Linked DNA regions of Mus musculus: region 1 is linked to region 2. The links are chromatin contacts, called in public promoter capture Hi-C maps. All regions are on one chromosome and are shown on one strand. The core of a region is the stretch at or near the end of the contact, and the rest is flanking DNA. Distances in the headings are between cores, read along the strand shown. Region 1 has its middle 40 kb from the start of Med10. Region 2 holds the start of Ube2ql1 (ubiquitin-conjugating enzyme E2Q family-like 1).

Region 1 (3,709 bases), core at 1,121-3,620, 110 kb before region 2:
TAAGGGATGTTCATGGTGTGTTATGTGACATGGGCATAAGCAAAATATATTTAAGATAAAGTGTCTGTATGAATGGACTTTAAGAGAAAACAATTTCCAACACTGACATGTTAAAGCACTTTATAAAAAAAAATCTGTCTTAGTAAGGATGAATCTACCATTAAAAATGCTGAGTGAACCCAAACATTCTACCTGCAGTTGTAATGCCCAGATTTGTAGAGAAGACAGATGTCCCAGGATAACACGAATAATCCCTCAGCCAATGAAGCCTTGGTGTGATGTCTGAGACCTGTTGGCATTTATAAAGGTTAGCCAATTGCCTGTGAAGTGTTGTTACTTGGACCCTGCAATCATCAGTGTCCAGCAATCTTCTGATCCCTAGGTCACCCTCACACCCAACCAGCAACCATCATCAGCAGTGTTGCCAGTGGAGCACAAGAATATCTGTGTTGTCTACATCCCTTTTTCTGTTACTGTGATAAAACATTCTGAATAGAGCATTTCCAGTAGAAAAAGTTTTGTTTTTAGCTCATACAGTGCATAATGACAAGGAAGTCAGAGAGGCAGGAGCTTAGACAGCTGGTCACGTTGCATCCACAGTCAAGAAACAGAGAAACAAATCAATGTTTGTGCTCAGCTCTTATTCAGTGAAGCATCCCTGCCTAGGGAATAATGCCACCCACAGTGGGCAGGTCTTCTCCTACCAATTAACATACTCAAAACAACTCTACTCACATATGCCTACAGAACAACCTAATCTAGACAATCCTTCATTGAGATGCTCTTCCCAGGTGACTCTACATCAAGTCCACAATCAATTGTATCAGCACAGTTGTCCATACCTGGATAGCAATTTATAAAATCATGTATTCAATGTCTTGAAGTGAAAATCTAATATTTTTAATTTACAATTTTTCACTTGGTTAAAGTACAGATTTACAATGATTCTCACAAAATATAATCTGGAATCATTACTTTTAGTGTTAGGGCCATCAGCCCACCAAACCACCATGACCAGGATCCACTACACCTCAGGCTGGCCACATTTATACCCTACTGTTCTCAACAGTATGAGATCACGTGCTTTGCTCAGCTAATACACAGACTGAGAATATCCAAGAAGCAATCAGCCAAACTTAAAAATGTACCACCAAAACCTTCAAGAAGAGTCCTATTGTTGCAGAATTCAGACTCACTCTCACATCTTTGAAACTTTTTGTGAGATGATAATGTTCAGCACATAGATGAATTTTAACTTACTTACCAGGTGAGTTCTGGTTTAATCTCTGACCCCTAAGAAGAAGAAGAAGATGGCATTAATCACAAAGAGAAGCAAACAACCTGTATGTTGTGTTCCTTTCATCTGCAGTGGCAAAGAAATGCCTTGCATGGGAGATGGTTGTCCATCTGGTGAAGAAATGTTACAGTCCAATTCTGTTGTCCAGGTCTACCTATGAGCCATAGAATCTAATTGACTTTTGTTTTGTTAATGTCCTTTCTTCTCTTTGCAAGAATTTTTATATTTACTATAAAGTAAAAATTCATGTTGAGGTACAAAAACCATCTGTTGGGTAGAGGCAGGGGGTGCTGGCAATGTCTTATCATGCTCAGGAAAGCTCCTGGACAGAGAACCAGACCCACAAGTCCAAGACATCTAGCCTGAGAAGCCCCTGGACAGGAATAGCATCTCCCTCAAAACCAAAGAGCAGGTGTGTCCATGCCCGTTATTAAATGATCCAGGTCACTGAGCTTCTTGTCTAGATTACCACATACCCACTGAGTATGCAGCCATTCACATGAGCCCATCTACCTTATTCCCATGGGGCTTGAGAGCAAGGAGTGTCTATGCTGTGTTAAATGCCTTTGTCCCTAAACAATGAATATGTGCCTTCTATAAGCATGCATGAATCTCTAACAGGCTGCCATATAACCCTTCATGCAAGGTCAAACCCAAGACCCTGACACCTCTGAAGACAACAGATGCCCCTGAGATCTGACCTGATAATTCATGACATGGAATGTGTGGATGTGATAAAAAGACAAAGTAATATGACTGTCCACAGTATAACAGTGGAAGATGAAGGAAGACCTGTAAGCCCAGGGCAGCTCCAATCCACCTCACATGGAACATTTTCTGGGAAGGAACACAGATGGTCAAAGGACTCTTGGGGCCCAGGACCAGTCCCCCAGTACAGGAAGGAATTCTGTTGCAGTTCACTCCAAAGCTAATAAACAACCAGATGAAATTGAAGCTTTGGCTGCCATGTGTGAGTATATTAAGCTCTGGATCCCATCAAAACAATTCAATAACTCAATGCCATGTTCCCAGCTTTGGTGCATTTTTCCAACCGGCATCTGTTCTTATTTGAGCAGGGCAGAGAGAATTGGATAAGGCAAGCTAGCTCTGACATTGCCAACTTCAGCAGCCACAGCCCTACCAGCAGCTGCTGAGAAGGAAGAAGAAAGACTTTAAATCCACCTAAGAAGCTCAACCACTAGTCACAGAGGCTTCCTTCAGAGCCACCATCCACCATTTCCAGAACAAAATATCTAGAAGCCATTGCTGGGTGACCAAGTGTTGAAGTACTTGCTTCTCTCTCACTGAGTCCTCAAAGGGCCATATCACTGACAGATAACACCTGTAAGAAAGACATGACCACCATCTGCTCCATATCCACACCTACTCCTGGGCACTGTACAGCCAAGAGTCAAATCTCATTGCGCTGGGACTTAGGTTCATGAACAGTCTTCAATATTTTGATGTAATGGGATAAATTTGGGTAAAGAGATATAAAGTGGCAAATGTTAATATGTTCAGAGGTGACCTATAGTATTCATGTGCTCCATTCAGTTTGGGGAAACCAAGAGCCGAGGGCCAAATGTTCCCATCTACATGTGCACCCATTGCCTGTGTCTTCCCCTGACTGCAGTAGCAGAGGCAACTGAGCAGCATTAGGGGATGCCATGTGACTGGCATAGTTAGATGCAGGCTCTCTCTGTCCCCTTACACAACAGTTGGCTAAAAGCTATCCTAAAGCTCAGACCTACACATCACACAGCTCTTTGGTTTATAGGTGAATCTAGGTAAAGCTGTCAGATGAATCTCTCTCCAGGGGCCATGCCTGTGTCAAGAGAGATAGCCACAGAGACACCACAGCATGGCCACGGTGTGGATGTGTCCTCGTTTCAGGAAGCAATGGGTGGGCACGTTCAGATTCTAGGGCACACAGGAGACAGAGAAAGAGATGCATTAAGCAGGTTGAGATCTTCCGAGCACTCACATCTGGGTAGAGCAACTGAGAGCAACTGAGAGGACTGCAGAAAAGTAAGAGATGAAAAAATTAAACTTTACCTTCTCTTATATCTCCACAGCATTGTAGATATCAGAGCTTCTCAGCGGATACTAAACGGGGGCCCAGCTTTCCTGCCAACTGCTGTGACTGGATTACAGAAGGTTAAAAATCATGTGACTGTGACATGCTTTCTGGGGACTCACACTGGATTTTAAAAGCTCATAGAAGCCACAAAGCAAAGAAATGCCTAAAGATTTCAACAGGTTTCAACGCCGAGAAAGTGAACCTTTCATCCTTAGAGCTGTCACTTTTAACTTTATGCTGGCACTCCTGAGCTGATCCTTTGACACTTCTGAATTTCAGACCACCCTGCTCTGTTTTTACAAATGAGGCAGAGCACCCTATACCTCAGAGTC
Region 2 (3,416 bases), core at 554-3,053:
TGTCAGACATTTTGTCAGAGCAATGAGAAAAGTAGTTGATACAGACATCTGCCAGCCCTCTCTGTGTCTCCTTTTCACCTTCTTTATGCAGCCAGCATGCTTAAAGGAACTCTTGGGACACTGCAGGCAGATCTACCCTTTTGCCCTTCCCTAGTGAAGATGAGGATGAGGAAGATGGTGGTGGTGATGGTGATGGTGATGAAGGAGAAGGCAGGAAGAAGAGGAGGAGAAAGAAGAGGAGGAGGATGAAGAAGAAAATGATGATGATGATGGTAAGGAGGAGGAGGAAGAGGAAGAGAAGGAAGAAGAGGAGGAGAAGGCTACCGTGGAATGCAGTGTTAAACAAAGCAATCAGGAGCCCAGGACAAACAGACCTTGATTCAGCTTCCCTCAGATTCCACCAAATAGTCTGTGTTGTTCTTAGTCCAAATCACCCTGTGGGTCCTGTTGAAAGTCAAAGGATTGACAGGCTCTCTGGAGAACCACCCTCTCCCAGGTGCAATGTTGGGTGGGTGTGAACCTTCTACTCCTCATCTACACCAGCTAGCCTGGCTCCCCCATTACACATCTATCCCCAAATCTGAATCTCCAAACCCAGGTCTGTGTCTTCACAGCGACATCACCAGTTATTTTCCACAGTGAAAACTCAAAATTTGGTAAAAGATGTGAGGGGCAGAAAGGCAAGGGGCTGTCATCTAGAAGGAACGCCTGTCCTGAAGAGCTGAGCTGCTTCCCCTCCCCTCTCTTCCCCCCATCCACACACCAGCAGAGGCAGTAGGCTCTGACGCCAGTTAGGATGGCAGCGGGATAATATTCGTTGTTCTTGAGGGATTGGTTTCGCCTACGCCATTGGGCCACACGCTGCACACCGGAACCGTCACAGTTCGAGCTAATCTGAAATAGATTTTAGTTGGAATTTTCACCAGATTTTTAAGTGAGTTTCCACAGGCTGAAGGAAGAAGGAAAGGCAGGGTGGACTGTGAATCTGCAGGCGGAAGGCGGATCTCTCCCTCATTTGAGTATTGTGGAGGTCCCTCACTCAGGAGAGCAGCCCTGGGGGGCGGGGAGGGGGTGGCCAACGGGGGTTGCTGCTCGGAAAGTCCTTTCCCGCTCTTAGCACCGGTCAGCGCCAGAGAAGGCGTCTGGTGTTATTCTCCGCTGCATTTTGGAAAGCAGCCACCACGCACAGCCTGGCCATGGAAAGCCGAAACGCTGCGGCCAGCAGGCAGGGGATGGGGTGGAAGGAGCAAACCAGTGAGGGCTGAGTGGATTGGCTAAAGGTTTGCTTTTAGTCGTGACTTTGAACGGGCTGTTCTTTAAGTTTGCAGTAGATCTACCCTTTCATCCCGCTTTCCGCCCTGACTTTAAAGTCCTTACGTGTTCCTTCTGTCATTCTAGGCTCCCACCGCCCAGAAGTGTTGCGTAGAAACATTGGGCTCATACCTCTGGTTAGAAGGATTAATAAAGAGGTTGATTTCCACCTTTTCCCTCTGGTTGTCCTAAGGAGGTTAAATGGGATATAAGGCCCGGACCTCAAACACAGCATTCAGGTTTTAGGGTCCCAAAGAATGCAGTGATTCTGAGAGACCCTATTAGCACGCTCAGGCCAGCCCTCCCCTGGCTCCCCAGCGCACGCAGCTAGCACGCAGCCAGGAGAAAATGGTGCGGGCGCGTACCGCTGTCTCCCCCCAGCGGCCGTGCGTGTGTCGCCGCAGGAACCTGGCGGCGGGGGTGGCTCGGTGCAGTCAAGCCCGCGGCTCCGCCCCGCGCTCCCCCTCCCGGCCGGCAGTGCCGCCCCCTCCGCGCCGGGCTCGGCTCAGACGGAGCAGCCGCCTCTGCAATGTCAGCAGCCGCAGCGGCGGCGGCAACGAGAGCGGCAGTGGCCCGGGCCCCGCGGTAGCCGCCAGCGCAGCACGGCCCGGCAGGCGCACAGCGCGACTCCACGGCCACCTCGCTGTCTCCGGGGCACCGCGGGCGGTTGTGCGCGCCGCGGTGCAGCTCTTAGACTCGGGACCAGCGGGTCTGCGGCCGCGCACAAAGGACCACGGACACCCGGCGTCCGGGGACTGCGCCCAGGGACCGGCCAGGAACAGCAGCTGAGCCGCGTCTCCACGCCTCCCCTCCCTGGGCTACCGGAGCCCTTGCCCGAGAAGACCCGTCATATGACAGCGGCGACAAGGCGGCCAGCGAGCGCTGGTACTGCCCGCTCCGCTGCGCCACGGCCGCCGGCTCCTAAGGTGGCCCTCGCCGCGCCCCACTAAGCGGTCGTCTGCCTCCCCCCCACAAGCCCCGTGCGTCCCAGCTATCCGGCTCGGGGAACAGGAGCCCCGGCAAGCCCCTCGCCAGAGCCGAGCCTAAGATGGCCACGCTGCTCCGTAAAATCGGGCTCATTCGCCTGCACAACCGGGACACCGAGGACCCCAAGCACCACCACAACCACCGTGGCGGAGGCGGCGGCCAGCAGAGCGCATCGCTGCGCGGCAAAGGTGGTGGTAAGAGCAGCGGCCACAAGCAGCAGCAGCAACAGCAGCACCCCGGGGGCTCAGGCGACGCCAGCCCGGGGCCCGGCAAGGGCAAGAGTAAGCGCGCGGCGGAACTGGCCGCGCGCGACAAGCAGCCGCAGCCAGCCGCGGGGGCGGCGGGGGCGGCGGGCGCCGGGGGCCCCCGGGAGCGGGCGGCGGGCGCCAGGGCGGGGCCGGGCCCCGCGGTGGCCGCGGCGGCGGCGGGCGGCAGCCTAGTGCCCGCGGCGCGCCAGCAGCACTGCACACAGGTGCGCAGCCGGCGGCTCATGAAGGAGCTCCAGGACATCGCGCGCCTCAGCGACCGCTTCATCTCGGTGGAGCTGGTAAACGAGAACCTCTTCGACTGGAACGTGAAGCTGCACCAGGTGGACAAGGACTCGGTGCTGTGGCAGGACATGAAGGAGACCAACACAGAGTTCATCCTGCTCAACCTCACCTTCCCCGATAACTTCCCCTTCTCGCCGCCCTTCATGCGGGTGCTCAGCCCGCGACTGGAGAACGGCTACGTGCTGGACGGAGGCGCCATCTGCATGGAGCTGCTCACGCCGCGCGGCTGGTCCAGCGCCTACACGGTGGAGGCCGTCATGCGCCAGTTTGCTGCCAGCCTGGTCAAGGGCCAGGTAAGACGGCCAGGAGCAGAGGCCCGGGTTGGGTGGGGAGTTCGAGGCTAGGCCTGAGATGGAAAGCGATGTTTGACCCCTCTAGGCGTAGGTGAGAACTGGCCCAGATCCTCCCGAACAAGCCTGCCAGGGACGCTTCGCCCCACCTCCTCCGCTTCTTTTCGTAAAGGATTTCTCCCTGCCTGTTTCTGTACCTGGTCTCTATACCTGACACTGATTCTACTAGAACCGCGGTGCTCTCCGGTTGTCAGTTCTCTTGCTTTCTCCCAGGTCC

What was found. Promoter capture Hi-C pulls out the DNA fragments that hold promoters and counts their contacts.
Region 1: a promoter capture Hi-C map of hippocampal neurons shows a contact between it and region 2, with 2.8 times the contacts expected there. The contact joins the enhancer-like site here to the promoter of Ube2ql1 in region 2. A contact is called at or near these places in 8 of 39 promoter capture datasets (the C10 cell line, cranial neural crest, embryonic stem cells and 5 more) and 1 of 484 Hi-C or Micro-C datasets (embryonic retina).

What each region holds. Positions count from the first base shown.
Region 1 is chr13:69,848,437-69,852,145 of GRCm38.p6, reverse strand. No RefSeq gene overlaps it. Among named protein-coding and RNA genes, the nearest start is that of Med10, 40 kb to the right of the region's middle. Within about 2 kb of position 2,370, at least 2 of the 459 cell types and tissues checked have an H3K27ac peak or open chromatin away from gene starts, as enhancers often do. A contact at or near this core is called in hippocampal neurons, where this site is marked.
Region 2 is chr13:69,738,284-69,741,699 of GRCm38.p6, reverse strand. Ube2ql1 (ubiquitin-conjugating enzyme E2Q family-like 1) reads left to right here and starts at 1,803. Exons shown (of 2, transcript NM_001145162.1): 1 at 1,803-3,142. The coding sequence starts at 2,360.